Regions from separate parts of the Mus musculus genome. Here all the other regions are linked to region 1. Evidence: chromatin contacts called from public ChIA-PET, HiChIP or PLAC-seq and promoter capture Hi-C data. All regions are on one chromosome and are shown on one strand. The core of a region is the stretch at or near the end of the contact, and the rest is flanking DNA. Distances in the headings are between cores, read along the strand shown.

The links. ChIA-PET counts read pairs in DNA pulled down with a chosen protein or histone mark. HiChIP or PLAC-seq counts read pairs in DNA pulled down with a chosen protein or histone mark. Capture Hi-C pulls out chosen DNA fragments and counts their contacts.
Region 2: a contact with region 1 is called in a promoter capture Hi-C map of adipose tissue. The contact joins the promoter of Fyttd1 here to the promoter of Pcyt1a in region 1. A contact is called at or near these places in 2 of 39 promoter capture datasets (fetal liver and liver) and 2 of 9 other capture datasets (adipose tissue and liver).
Region 3: an H3K27ac HiChIP or PLAC-seq map of extraembryonic endoderm stem cells shows a contact between it and region 1. The contact joins the promoter of Pak2 here to the promoter of Pcyt1a in region 1. A contact is called at or near these places in 6 of 39 promoter capture datasets (the C10 cell line, hippocampal neurons, liver and 3 more), 6 of 115 datasets of contacts at active chromatin or transcription factors (effector CD8 T cells, extraembryonic endoderm stem cells, large pre-B cells and 3 more) and 3 of 9 other capture datasets (adipose tissue, macrophages and pancreatic islet).
Region 4: a promoter capture Hi-C map of liver shows a contact between it and region 1. The contact joins the promoter of Pigx here to the promoter of Pcyt1a in region 1. A contact is called at or near these places in 2 of 39 promoter capture datasets (cranial neural crest and neural stem cells), 4 of 484 Hi-C or Micro-C datasets (B cells, CD4 T cells, granulocyte-monocyte progenitors and 1 more), 18 of 115 datasets of contacts at active chromatin or transcription factors (the 230-238 cell line, CD8 T cells, the NIH/3T3 cell line and 13 more) and 3 of 9 other capture datasets (adipose tissue, liver and pancreatic islet).
Region 5: a contact with region 1 is called in an RNA polymerase II ChIA-PET map of memory CD8 T cells, with 19 read pairs. The contact joins the enhancer-like site here to the promoter of Pcyt1a in region 1. A contact is called at or near these places in 7 of 39 promoter capture datasets (3T3-L1-derived adipocytes, the HPC-7 cell line, cranial neural crest and 4 more), 6 of 115 datasets of contacts at active chromatin or transcription factors (embryonic limb bud, extraembryonic endoderm stem cells, memory CD8 T cells and 3 more) and 1 of 9 other capture datasets (pancreatic islet).

The regions. Positions count from the first base shown.
Region 1 is chr16:32,429,519-32,432,293 of GRCm38.p6, forward strand. Pcyt1a (phosphate cytidylyltransferase 1, choline, alpha isoform) reads left to right here and starts at 1,403. Exons shown (of 9, transcript NM_009981.4): 1 at 1,403-1,513.
Region 2 is chr16:32,876,472-32,879,171 of GRCm38.p6, forward strand. Fyttd1 (forty-two-three domain containing 1) reads left to right here and starts at 1,313. Exons shown (of 9, transcript NM_027226.4): 1 at 1,313-1,525. The coding sequence starts at 1,423. It also overlaps a transcript of Rubcn not described here.
Region 3 is chr16:32,078,029-32,080,728 of GRCm38.p6, forward strand. It overlaps Pak2 (p21 (RAC1) activated kinase 2), which reads right to left and starts at 1,314. Exons shown (of 15, transcript NM_177326.3): 1 at 1,060-1,314.
Region 4 is chr16:32,098,448-32,101,147 of GRCm38.p6, forward strand. Pigx (phosphatidylinositol glycan anchor biosynthesis, class X) reads right to left here and starts at 1,280. Exons shown (of 6, transcript NM_024464.3): 1 at 1,023-1,280. The coding sequence starts at 1,122. It overlaps Cep19 (centrosomal protein 19), which reads left to right and starts at 1,342. Exons shown (of 4, transcript NM_025892.3): 1 at 1,342-1,664.
Region 5 is chr16:32,058,903-32,061,602 of GRCm38.p6, forward strand. The region is part of intron 1 of Pak2 (p21 (RAC1) activated kinase 2); the gene reads right to left. Among named protein-coding and RNA genes, the nearest start is that of Gm26419, 5.7 kb to the right of the region's middle. Within about 2 kb of position 1,384, at least 104 of the 459 cell types and tissues checked have an H3K27ac peak or open chromatin away from gene starts, as enhancers often do. A contact at or near this core is called in the HPC-7 cell line, liver, memory CD8 T cells and 1 more, where this site is marked.

The DNA.
Region 1 (2,775 bases), core at 153-2,652:
AAAAGATTCCTAGGTTTCTATGTTAGCTACAGTCTAAACTACTACCTTTGTGATGCCCATCTTCCCCAGAGAGGCCCTTGGTGTCTCCTCCAGCTACGAAGTCCTTTTTTGGGGGCATTTTATCTGCCAAGTCCAAATACCTATTTGAACTTAAGTGTGTGTGCTAGCTTTTAATCATTTTTCTCCTTAGAAGCACCTCAGCAGATGCACAAGTTCACCCATCCTCTTTCCTCTCAGTTATCTTCAAGTAAAAAATGCAAACAAATACATAAAAGTCTACCCCCACCCCCCCCATCTTTCTCCTGTAGAGTTTTCTTCCCACTTGCCTTACAGCTACAGAATTGCACAGGGTGTGGCGGCTAATGACCGCACTCTAGAGTCTGAGGCAGGAGGTCCACTGCAAATTCAAGGCCGGCATGGGACAAATAGTAAGGTCCAGGCCAGTCTCGGCAACAGTAAAGGCCATGTCTGATAGTTACTTTTAATTCCCCTCAAAAAGTCTGGAGAGAGAGTTCAGTGGTTAAGAGTTAAAAGCACTTACTGTTCAATTAAGACTAGAATTAGCCCGGCAGTGGTGGTGCACGCCTTTAATCCCAGCACTGGGGAGGCACAGGCAGGTGGATTTCTGAGTTCGAGGCCAGCCTGGTCTACAGAGTGAGTTCCAGGACAGCCAGGGCTACACAGAGAAACCCTGTCTCGAAAAAACGAAAAAAAAAAAAACAAAAAACAAAAAACAAAAAACCAAAAAACCAAAAAAAACAAAACCCACTAGAGTTCAGGTCCCAGCACCCAGGTATTCACAAAGGCCCGTTAACTCTAGCTCCAAGACATGTCACCCCATTTATGGCCTCCGTGGACACACAAAATCTTAGAAGTGTGTTGTGTGTGTGTGTGTGTGGGGGGGGGGGACTCGGCCAAACAAAATCCCCCAAAAGCTCACCGTAGGAAGTTCGTTCCCTAGACTACAGCCTCCTTGTCTGTGCATTTTTGCCCTCGCCTCTACTCCTGCTCCACTACTTCCCGGGTCGATTTCTAGGCTCGTTTTCTGATGAGTCAACCCAGGTCCGAATAACTGGCAGACAGAGGATGAGCTCAGACCCGAGCTCGCCTGACCGAGCCGGCGGGCTCGAAGTCCTCGGGGAGGTCGGACATCGGAGCCCCAGCCCTGCGGAGAAGGCGAGGGGCAGCGGGCGCAGGGGACGCCGGGAGACCGGCGGCAGGAGGCGCCACACATCCGGAATTCCGAGCCCGCCGACCCCGCGCCTGCCTCCAGCGCTTCGGCTCAGTCACCCCACGCGCCCGGCCCCTCTGGAAGCGGAACTACTCTGTCAGGTTGTGGTTTTCAGGAATGCGGAGGTGGCATTGACAAGAGGGCGGGCGGGAGGCGGGACTTCCGGTCCGCAGTCCGGTCAGATGTTTCCCGGGCGTCTCCCCGCAACCCATTTGACTTCGCTAGTCGGTGACGCGGCGCGGGGAAGGGATCCGAGGGGGACCGGAGCCTGGAGGAGTTGAGGTAAGGAAACTCCGGGTAGTGGGTGCTTTGCGAGGACAAAGGCGGGCTGGGAGCGTGAGGGGGCTGCGACTGAAGAGTGGGCCAGTGACAGCTAGGGAAAGTGTGAAGCAGGAGGCTACTGTGACCGAGGTACAATGACAGCCAAGAGGACTGTGACCCAGGGGTGGCCGCTTGTGAGGGGTCTGTGACCCCCGGAGCAGTAAATGCGAGGGACTCTGACCTCGGAGAGCACGAGGCAGAGGCTGCGACGGGACCATGACCGAGTAAGTATGCAGCAGTGACTACCCGGGGACTGACTGATCGATGGATAGTGACTGAGGGGATTGATCCGAGGGACCATGAAGCAGCGGCTGCGAGGGCGCGCTCACCGACAAGCAGCGACTTTGAGGGCTGACTTGGAGGAGAATGTAAGATCAGGAATTGGGGGTGGTGCTTTGCACTTGTGTTTGTGTACAAAGTGTGAGTGAATGAGCGAGGGACCCACCCGGCACAGGTCTTACGAAGAAACCGCACTGGTGTGAGACCAGACCAGAGTTTGAATTTTACGGGCAAACTTCCGTGGGTGAGAAACTTAGTTCACCACTGAGCTAGTGTCTTCGTCAGTAAGCGGAAAGTTCAGAGTTGGATTATGCCACCCAACTCTGAGTCCCAGTTTACTATTGGGCTGTGAAGACAGTTTAGTTGGATGGCAACTAACTAAATACAGACAACTGGTCTACAATAGAAATCCCCGCTGTGTTCACATAGTAAGGATTTATAAAATAGGTTTCAGGTGTGTTTGCAATGATGCTATAAAGTTAGCTTCCTACATCTTACTACGTATGCAGTAAACGAGCTAAAGTTTGAAAACTGGGTGTGGTGATACACAACTAGAATTCAGACACCCAGGAGGCTGAGACAAGTATTTTCAGTTGGGCTTAAAAATTTTGGTGGACTTAAAGTGTTTTGGTTTTGTTTCTTTGCTCTTGCTTGTGAGTTTGTTTCTTCAAGTCAAGGTGTCTCTATGTAGCCCTGGTTGTCCTGGAACTCCCTCTGTAGACCGGGCTGGCCTTGAACTCAGAGATCTGCCTATTTCTGCCTCACCAGTGCTGGCTCTGAGGCATTAATACAGGATCTCACTATGTATAGCCACTGACCTGGAACCATCTAGACCAGGGTGGCCTTGAACTCACAGAGACTCCTGGCCTCTGCCTCAAGATTAAAGGTGCATGCCACCATGTCTAGCTTTTTGCTGTTGTTGCTTTTTTAGTTTGAGAAGTAGT
Region 2 (2,700 bases), core at 63-2,562, 450 kb after region 1:
TTTTGAGAATAAGGGATTGTATTTCTCAAATTCTCAATAGAAAATTATACATTTCCTCAAGATAAGACTACTATGATTCATCAAACACCCCAAAACATCATGCTTTTGGATGGAATCACGAATTAAGAGTGGCCTTTTCTTTTAACCATATCGTAAGAAGCATTAGTATGTAGTTTTAAGATGGATCAATAGCTGTCACAATCTTTACTAAAAAGGGTAGATACAATATAACCAGGTCTCAGCTGGTAAAAGTTAGAAAATATGTTATTAATAGATGCAATTGTACATGATATGAAGTGTTTTAAAGTATGGAAGCTCCAAGCAAAAAATAGTAAAATGTGTCACGGCTGTTGAATTTGCAAATCACATGGATTGTGACATTACTAAATTAAATATAGGATAGTGTGGTTTTCAGATTTCTTGGGTCACTACAAAGCTAGCTCAGGTCTCTACTAAAGAAATTTTAGGAAGTGAAGAAAACGGTGGCAGAGATTTCTACACGAACAGAACACTTGACGCTGTTTTTTTTTCCTTAGATGAAAATGCCTGAGATGGTTTTGAGCTGTTATGTGGGGGATGGAATAACAGGCATGCTTCCACGCAGGTGCGTTGTAGAAAATAAAGTAAAAAAAAAAGGGGGGGGGGGAATAACATTTCGTAAAGGGGAAACGAATTATTAAGCTGGAATGGAAACATTAAGTTTTTCTATAAAGACGATTAAGGAAAATATATATATTTCGCCACTCAATTGAGTAATAGAAAAACGCAACCAAATAAACAGAAGTACTTACCCTCCCAAGGGAAGATGAGGTCTTACTAAGGTAGCTAGTACCGTGCCAAATGTTTATAGAGTGCCAACTGAGACAAGGCACAGATACATTAGCATTTACTTTTATTGTTAAGGTGACTCAAGAACTGTCACTGCAGCCTTTGCTATCAGACGTGGCAACTCAGGGACAGGGGAGCTGGGACCCATCGCTGCAATCTCGGCTCGCAGGGGTCTGTCCAGCCTCCGTAGGCTGCACTGCAGAGGGGCGTGCCGGGCCTTTCCGCAGCAGGACGGGCCGGAACAGCAGGGCCAGGCTAGTCGTTCAGACTCGGTTTCGGAGGCGCTGCCAATGGTGTGGACCGTCGAGGCGCTAGGACAGCCGCTATTCCCGGCGCCCTGGGCTGAGGCTCCAGGACGGCGCCCCGCACCGGTAAGGGCCGCTAGGCGCCAGTTTCGCGTGGGCCGCTCTAGCCGCCCGCAGCTCGTCTCGGTAGTCCCTCTCCCCCGCCCGCTGCTGGGAGGTGGGAGGGCGAGGACGCCGCCGGCGCGCGTGCGCGCTCTGCGCTGCAGCTAGTCTGCGTGCGTGAGTGGGAGGCGGCGGGCCTGCGACTCTGGCCTTCCCGGCTGACTGCTCCGACGCCGCAACCCCAGTCATGAACCGGTTTGGCACCCGGTTGGTAGGAGCCACGGCGACCCCGCCGCCGCCACCGAAAGCACGAAGCAATGAGAACCTGGACAAAATCGATATGTCCCTGGGTGAGAGACCAGGGTGGCCGCGTCGTGGTGGGGGGAGGGGGCGGGAGGCACGGTGGGGGAAGGGGCGGTTGACCGCGGTTGCCTGTCCGGTTTGGTCGCGCGTGGGCGGAACCGGCGAGGACCCCCCCCCCCCGATGGGACGGGAGCGACCCCGGTGTGTCCCACCCCCGGGGGTAGGGAGGGGTCGTAACAAGGACTGGCCGGGCCCGGCGGTCCGCAGGGTCCGTAGCTGCTGTCTTCTTTCCCCGCAGGACGGAGTCTCTTGGGCTACCCGGGCCGGCGTGTGCTCACCCACCCGGGGCTTTTCCTTTTAAAGGGTCTTAGAACCAGCCTGGGGCTGCAACTGACTAAAGCCAGCAACCGCGAGAATAGCTTGTCTGGTGTGAATGCCCAGAAGTGCGCTGGGCACGGGCGATTTCCAACCGGCGCCTCCCCTGGGAACGCCGGGGGTCCCGGACGCGGTCCCTGAACGGCCGCTCGGAGGGGTCGTTAAGCGTGAACCGTATTACTGAGTTTGATTAGGTGTTTACTGAAGCGTGTTCTCTAGCACGGTTTCAAAGTTAGCCAGTTGGGGGTGGGGAGGGAGAGATGTACGCAGATTGATAAAATGTCAGGTAGAACATGGGGTCCCGTGTACATAAAAAGGATGCCGTGGTTTGCTGATGATTATGTAAGAAAAGCATGAGGATTGTTTTTTATTTTCGAAAAAAAAAATAATTCCAATCCAACAGTATGAGGGCTTCTGTTTGGTTTGGCTTAGCAAATCCAAAAGTAATTCCTTCTTTTCTTTTCTTTTTTTTTCTTTTGTAGAGTCAAGTTATGTATGGTACTGGATAGAATCAGTGCTCTCTTTCTTTTTCCTCTTTCCGGGTCTCTTCTCACCACACTGCCCCTCTTGGATATTTTAAAATACCTGAATACTGAACTTGTGTTTCTTTTCTAATGGAAGGCTATCCTGGGCCTCAGAAGCCCAGGGACCATACAGCTGAAGAGGGGAGCAGGTGTCCCAGTGGAAGGGCATCCTGAGACACTGGTGCCCAGGAACCACACAGCTCTGAAAGGAAACCTTCGCAGCTCCCAGGGGAGGGTATTCCCAGCTGAGCTGAGGAGCTCAAGAGTCTCAGACCTACTCCACTTGTTTGCTTCTCTTCATTGCTTCTTGGCTTCTTATCAGT
Region 3 (2,700 bases), core at 64-2,563, 350 kb before region 1:
CACTGCCTTCATCCCAACCTAATTTTATTCATACTATTCTTTTGGATAGCTCTACCAAAAAAAAAAAAAAAAAAATCCCCAGAGCAAATTCTTGTGTATTTATTTCAATATCCTGCCTACTTTATAAGAGCGGAAGAGTCGAATACAGCAGGGGAAAAACGTGACGTGCACAACCTTCACCCAAAACACAGCTCAGCTCGTCGTTGTCTAATTTTGGGCCTAACCGGTTTGGTTGTCTTTTTTTAAAAGGTTAGAAACGAAAAGCTGGAAAATCTACAGGTCACTTGTAAAGAAGAACCTGGCGGCTATCGATGGGAGTTGGTGATTTGTCAAAGAGGAAACAAATCTCACTTCCACTCTACCTAGTTCTATTAAGACAGGGGATGGAGAGAGCCTCCTTCCCATCAAGCCACAATGGCAATTATTTAACACACTTCTGTCTTGGACGACTTGATCTAGAACTAATCAAAAGGCTGAGTCCATTAAGTTATTTGCAGCAACTTTTTTTTTTTCTTGTGAGGGCGCGCGTGTTTCAGACAGCCAAACATGGTGAAAAGCCAACCTCAGCCCAAGTTAACCTTAAGAAGCAAATATTCACCTCCTGGCTAAAGATCAAGCAAAAACCGTAAGATCCTTAACTTCTGTTCTTAAACGCAGGCTCCCAGAGCCCGGCAAAAACTTTTTCCTAATGTGGAGGAGGAGGAAGAGTTTACACACTGAACTTAAGGAGCTCGCGACAGGATTCCCGAGCGACGAGACTGCAGAGAACGCAGCTGGTAAAGGAGGGAACATCCAGGAACAAACCCGAGTCGTCCGGTGCAGCGCCGGCGGGAGAGAAGGGCAAGGACGGCCGGAGTGGCCAGGGTCCCCACAGCCCAGCAAGCTTCCTCTCGGCCGAAGCTTAGAGCCAGGGCGCAGACAATGAGCCACCGCCCGGAGCCGCGGGCCCGCCCGCAGGTGCTGGCGTCCCGGGCCGCTGGGCCCAGGCCGCGGAGGCGGGAGGAGGGCGGCGGCTCGGCCCGGCCCGGCCCGGCCCGGGCGAGCGGCAACCGCACTTACCAGAGAGGAAAGGTCTCCGCCCGACCCAGGGCGGGCTGCTTGGCCGACGCGGGCGAGCACTGCGCTGGGGCGCTGAGAGGGAGGAGGGCAGGGCGGAGGGGAGCGGCGCGGGGCGCGGCCGTCGCTACCGAGGCCGTGAGGCGCAGAACCCCTTGGGCCAGGGAGGGGAGGGCAGGAGCCTTCGGCAATGGCGACGGCCCGGGCCGGAGGGGAAGCGGAACAACCGCTGCCGCTGCGCGTGGCCACAACCCTGGGGGAGGGCGGCGGCGGGGGCGCGGGGCGGGGCCGTAAGACAGCCCCGCCCTGAAAGTGGCGTCATGACCCGAGGGGCGGGCTTTCACAGGGCGGCTGGGAACCGTAGTCTAGTCATCTGTTAGGGAGACTCAGGACAGTGGGCGTTACAGAGAAAACCTGTCCCTCATTTATCAGCATTCTGCATTGTCTGCAGTTACGGTTTACCTACTGACAAAGCTGACGGAGAACAGCTGATCCAAACATATTTGTGTGTAGAGGGTCTTTGTTTCTGAGAATGTATCCATTCACCAATTGGTGTTTTGTGGGGAGGGATGGCTTTTCGAGTCCTGGCTGTCCTGGAACTCACTCTGTAGTCCAGGCTGACTTTGAACTAGAGATCCTCCTGCTTCTGCCTCCTGAAGAGGTACTGCCCAGCTCACTTTGTTTTTTGGTTTGGTTTGGTTTGGTTTGGTTTTTTGGAGGCAGGGTTTCTCTGTATAGCCCTGGCTGTCCTGGAACTCACTTTGAAGACCAGGCTGGCCTCGATTAAAGGAATGCGACGCCACCGCTTTTTTTTTTCCTACAAATTTAACCAGATTAAGTTGAATCAGATTATGCTGCTAAATTAGGTCCTCCCTCTTTGCAAAACAAAGATTTTTTTATTTTTCTGTATTTTATCAATGGAGGAGTTAATTCATGTATTCTTATTCCACAACTATGTCAATATCTAATATCTACAAAAGACCATTTAGGTACCAGAAATGAACATGCTTCACCTAGTCTTTGTAAAGGTTAAAAACATGAAAACGGTGGTGGCGCACGCCTTTAATCCCAGAACTCGGGAGGCAGAGGCAGGCAGATTTCTGAGTTCGAGGCCAGACTGGTCTACAGAGTGAGTTCCAGGAAAGCCAGGGCTATACAGAGAAACCCTGTCTCAGAAAAAAAACAACCAAAAAAACGTATGAAAACATAAAAACCAAAACACTGATACCTGTTACAAGGTGGGGAAAAAGCTGAGGGATTACCGTGGACAGAGTGGACAGAGAAGGTGGCAGTTAAAACAGAAAAAGGAACTCGGAAGAACTGAGGGGAAAGGATTACAAGTAGGAAGAGGATTGCCACGGTCAGTGAGAGATGAAGGCTAGGCTCACAACCAAAACCACAAGACTTATGTAGCTGCACCTTGGTGTAAGATGGGTATATTAGAAAGTACTGTAGTAGTTGGGCGAGGTGGCATACTCCTTTAATCCTAGCACTTGGGAGGCAGAGGCAGGCGAATTTCTGAGTTCGAGGCCAGCCTGGTCTACAAAGTGAGTTTCAGGACCGCCAGGACTATATAGAGAGAAACCCTGTCTCGAAAAGAAAAAAAAAGTACTGTAGTACAAGATATGATGAAGCAAACCTGTA
Region 4 (2,700 bases), core at 30-2,529, 330 kb before region 1:
CTTCATAAAATGATTCACTAAAACTATTATTACTCAGTGACTAAAAGTTCAAGACTGGTGAGATGGCACCACCTTTGGTTCCAGCACTCAGTTTGGTCTACATACCAAGTTCCAAGAAAGACCATTTCTCAAGTATCAAATATTAAGAAACAAACAAACCCTAAAGGTTCAGTAGCCAGGTACCCTGCTCTAAAACACTGGCAAGAAATGTGTGGGAAGAACATTAAAATAAGAGTGTGAATCACTGATAAACCTGTTACTCAGCAACATGAAGCCAGGAGAATAAGCAGTTGGGAGACGCTTGAGGGTCCTACAATATAAAAGCGAGTCAACAGTTGCTGGGGGCAAACTGCAGAGAAAAAGAGATGGGAGGGGGGAAACTAGTGTTAGGACTGAAGAGCTGTCTGGAAGTCGCTTAGTGAGCTCCAGGGTTGCAGTTTTCAGGACTCACCCATTTTATCTTTCTACTGATGCAGCTTCTTTTGAGTTATCCTTGCTTCTAGTAAGTAGCCCCTCACCCATATTTCTAATAGTAGCCCCAATTAAAAAAAAAAAATCATTGGTTTACCAAACTGGACACTGGTACAAAGGTTACCTTTCTGGAGTGAGCAGGTTGTGCGTGTGTGCGTGCGTGCGTGTGTCCCTGGGAAGTATGTCACACAACACATCACCTCACCCCTTCTCCCATACATGCTGTTTGGGCATTCTCACACTTCGCTGGATGCCGAGGGTTCACTGCCTCTCAGGCAGCACAAGGCATCTTCAGGGGAACCATAAGCACCCCAAGATACTTCGTGGCTTGCTGTACTTGTTTCGTACTTGGGTCACAGCGTGGCCAGTCCCGCCTTGGAAAGACAAAGCCCGGCTCTGAAGCCCGGGATGGGACCCCCAGCAAAGATCACAAGGAGGGAAGGGCGCACAGGGCCTTTGTTGCTAACTTCCTCCGGCCTCGGGTACCCCAGGCGCCGCGGGTGCTCCCCACCTCCGCCCCAGCTCCGCACACACTCGCTCAGCCCCCTGACCTTTACCAGCGCTGAAAGGGGCGTCGCTGAAGTCCGCGGCGAGCCTGCCGACCAGCCAGGCTGCCCAAAGGAGCAGCCAGGCCACAGCGCCGGCAGCCAGGACGCCGGAGCCCGACGCCCGAAAGGGGCGCTCGGGGCAAGCTGCGGTCACCGAAGGAATCTGAGCACGCTGAGCGCGCGCTCACCTTTCCCGATGACCCGAACAGAACTCGGCTAACACTTCCACCCTAGGATCTCCCTACAACTCCAGGTTCCGGAGAGGCCAGCCCCCTGGCCCCGCCCCTCGTCATCCCGGCCGGGGCGGGGCGAGAGGCTGCGCAAGCGCAAATTGAGAGCCTTCTGTTGCCTTGGGAACGATCCTCGGGGCGCCTAGGTGGGCCCTTGGACCGGGCGAGCTGCCTTAGGACCGCACTCCCCGCGCTCAGCCCCGCTTCCTGCCCACAACCGGATGCGTGCGGGCTGAGCCCCCTGCCTCTGAGTTCACCCCATGGTTATTCCTGTAGGCTATGGCTATCGCCGTTTCCTGCAGCGTCAGGCTCCACCTCGCCTCAAAGTCGACCTAAGCTCCTCTGTGCAGTGCAGTAGGATGGAAACCACCCCCTCACTGCTGTTCAGATGTGCACTTCCTGTACTTCTTCAAGGGTAAGTAGGGTCGCCTTGCATTGGTGAGGACATGAATCGGGACCTCAGTATTCCCTTCGGTGTTGTGGGGAACAAATCTCTAGTAGGAAAAGTATATCAGGTAAAAATACATTAGGTAAATGTAATGTCATTCCTCCCAGTGCGTTAGCTGACCTAGTGCTGGTGCTGAACGGCAGGCAGGTTATGGGGTCTCGAAAGTGGGAGGATAGTGTAATATAGCACTACAAACATGCTATTAAGAAATATGGACAAAAACAAAAAAAAAAAAAGGCCAGGTAGTGGTGGTGTATGCTTTTAATCTCAGCACCCGGGAAGTAGAGGCGGTCAGATCTCTGAGTTTGAGGCCAGCCTGGTCTACAGAGTGAATCCAGGGCAGCGAGAGCTTCACAGAAAATCCTGACTTGAAACAACAACAACAATAATAATAATAAATTAAAAGGAAAACTCTTTAGTGAAGACCTTACGTTATTATCGACTCTATTCACAAGTGTGGCCCTTTGCTTATGTTTGTAGACCATATAGTGTCTGGAAAGTTTACTGACATCACACTCTAGTGAGGTGAACTGGGAATAGTGTCTGGGCATTGGCTCAGATCAAAGGCAAAGCCCAGCAATGTGAAAGGCAGCACTTTATTATGGTTGACCTCATAGGAGTAAAAATCTCACATCTGTCAGTAGGGTGAGAATACAGACTGTGATCCTATATGATAAATCTACCTAGCAACCATAAAATTTGCATTTAATACAGGAAACCGTATGTATGAGATAAAACTAAACTGTAGTCTATATATGTATTTATATTTATGCATATATGTATGTGACATACATATAGCTAGAAAAAAGAATAGAAGTTAGATGAACATTTCATTTTCTCTTTCTCTCACTTTTATTCCTATTTTTCTTTTTTTTTTAAGATTTATTTATTTATTATATGTAAGTACACTGTAGCTGTCTTCAGACACACCAGAAGAGGGCGTCAGATCTCATTACGGATGGTTGTGAGCCACCATGTGGTTGCTGGGATTTGAACTCAGGAC
Region 5 (2,700 bases), core at 134-2,633, 370 kb before region 1:
ACTGTGACAATTAGTCAATAACTTACGTCACTTTTCTCCCCCAAGTTCACTCAGCCCAAAGGGCAAGGACTGTGCATACCTTAGACAGGACTGCCGACTGACTCATGTTGACCATGCTCTGCTCCCCAGTGAAGCCTATCCCTCCTGAATGTAGCAGTCCTTTTCTCACCCAGCCGTTCACTAGACACAGATAAAGCAGGTCACACTAACAGGGTTACCTTTGAAAAGCTTGTACTTGCCCCTCACTGCTGACTTATGGCCTTAGTCTCTTTCCCACAACGCAGCTTTTTGTGCACTGCTCCTACAGACAGTGTTAAGTGCCTAAAAAGTGCCTGGTAAGGTCCCAATAAAATTCTTTAACCTTATATTTTAGACAGGTACAATAGACACAAAAACAACTCACAGGACTGGAGATGAGGCTTAGTTGGTAAAGAGTGCCTGCTTAGTGGTAGTCAGTCCCTAGCACTGTACAAAACCAGACAAGGGGCGCATGCATCCTACCACAGAGAGGTTGGAGGCAAGAACTTCAAAGTCATTCTTGGATGCATGAAGAGTTGAACACAGGGCTGGAGAGCTGGCTCAACAGTTAAGAGCACCAATTGCTCTTCAAAAAGTCCCAGCAACCACACAGTGGCTCACAGCCATCTGTGAAGAGGGATCTGATGGCTTCTTCTGGTGTGTCTGAAGACAGCATACTGTCTGTATACATACTGTATATATAGTACAGTATACTCATATTCATAAAAATGAATGAATGAATAAATAAATAAATAAATCTTTAAGAAAAAAAATAATTGAACACAGCCTAAGATACATGAAATCCTGTCCCCAAACCAAGTCAAACACACTTCATAATAAAATGATAATATAGCCTATATTGTTTTACCACTACTCAAAAATGCTGTATGAAAAAAAAAAAAGTAAGTAGTGCCTCTCTCCAATCCTTTCACTTTTTGATACTTTTCAGTAACAAACAAGTAGGCAAAACAAAAAGTGTGCCAAAACACACTGTACTCTCTAAGAGGCCCATTGTTTAACTGTGATGAGCCTCAACACAATTCCTCAATTGTGTTCTGAAGAAGACCAGAAGTAGCTAAATACACGACAGAAATAAGGAAGTGGTGTCTGGACTCAGTCAGTCTAACTAGTGGAAATGAATTTATATTATCTACTGGGATCAGCTATGACACAGAAGTGAAAAACACATTACCAGAAAACATGGTTCATGATGCAAAATTTTACTTTATGTTTTCAGGAACTTACTAATATAACAACACTGACCAGAACTCTAACAATCTCTTTCTACACTGACACCATGGCATCCCAAACCTTACGAACCTCTGTGAGCTTAAGTACAGATGAGAACGAGCCCCGACTACCTGCAGGTGCGGCCATACACTGAGTCAGAGGCTCCCACACTGGAAAGGAAGTGTTCACCAGAGTATGCCAGTCAGAACATCAGGCCAAGATGGCAAAGCTCCAAAGCAAAGACTTGATGCAGAGAGGTGTAGGAACGCAGAGAAGACTTGTAAGGAACTCAGACAAACACAAGTTCATGGGACTGATCAAAAGATTTATGTCATGGGGCCAGGGAGATGGCTCTATGGGCAAAGATACTTTCTGCCAAGCCTGACAACCTGGTTCTTTCCATCTCCAGAAACTACATGGTGGAAGGAATGCTACACCATGTACAAATTTTCCTCTGACCTCCACACACATACATATACAAATCAAATAAATGTAAAAGCAAAAGTTTTAAAAATTTAGTATACAAACAAATGCTAGTAAATAAAACAAGATTTTAGTGAATCCAAAAACAAACTGAAAATAGATAGAGTGAGTGGGCCATTTATTACAGACCACTAATTCTCAACCTACTACATTAGGAGCCTACCTACTTTGGGAATTGAATATTTAGGACATCTGCTCATTCCAGTCAATCGTGCTCGCTCCGGTCAACTCCACTCGCCCAGTCCCTGCTCACTCCGGCCCAAAGATTTACTTATTATACATAAGTACACTGTGGCTGTCTTCTGACACACCAGAAGAGGGTGTCAGATTTCATTATGGGTGGTTATGAGCCACCATGTGGTTGCTGGGATTTGAACTCAGGACCTTTGGAAGAGCAGTCAGTGCTCTTACCCACTGAGCCATCTCACTAGTCCCAAACTTCTGTCTTTCTGCCTTCATCTTCCAAGTGCCAGGATTACAGGTATGCTTGACCATGCTACTTTTTAAGGTTTATTTTCTGTGTACAAATATTTGCCTGCATATATATGTATACGTGTGTGTGTGTGTGTGTGTGTGTGTGTGTGTGTGCACCCCATGCATGCCTAGTGCTGGTGGAAGTCGGCGGGGGTGGGGTTGTGGGGGGTTAGATTGCCTGGATCTGGAGTTACAGACAGACTGTTGTGAGCTGCCAGACGACCAGAACTGAGTAGTGACTGCTAACTTTCATCTTGTCTTTACACATTCAATGATAACTACAATGGGAACTTTCTGCATTGCATATTAAACATACTGACCAAATTAGGACACTGCCACTACATTACCTAATATGATGTATTTTATTCCTCTTCTGAGCTCTCTACTCCTGTGGGGAAGACACTAACTTTATAGATTTGCAGAGGGAGGATAGATAGAAAGGCTCCCAACATAGCTGGGGCTGAAGAATCAGCTGTGATTAACAAGATACCAGAA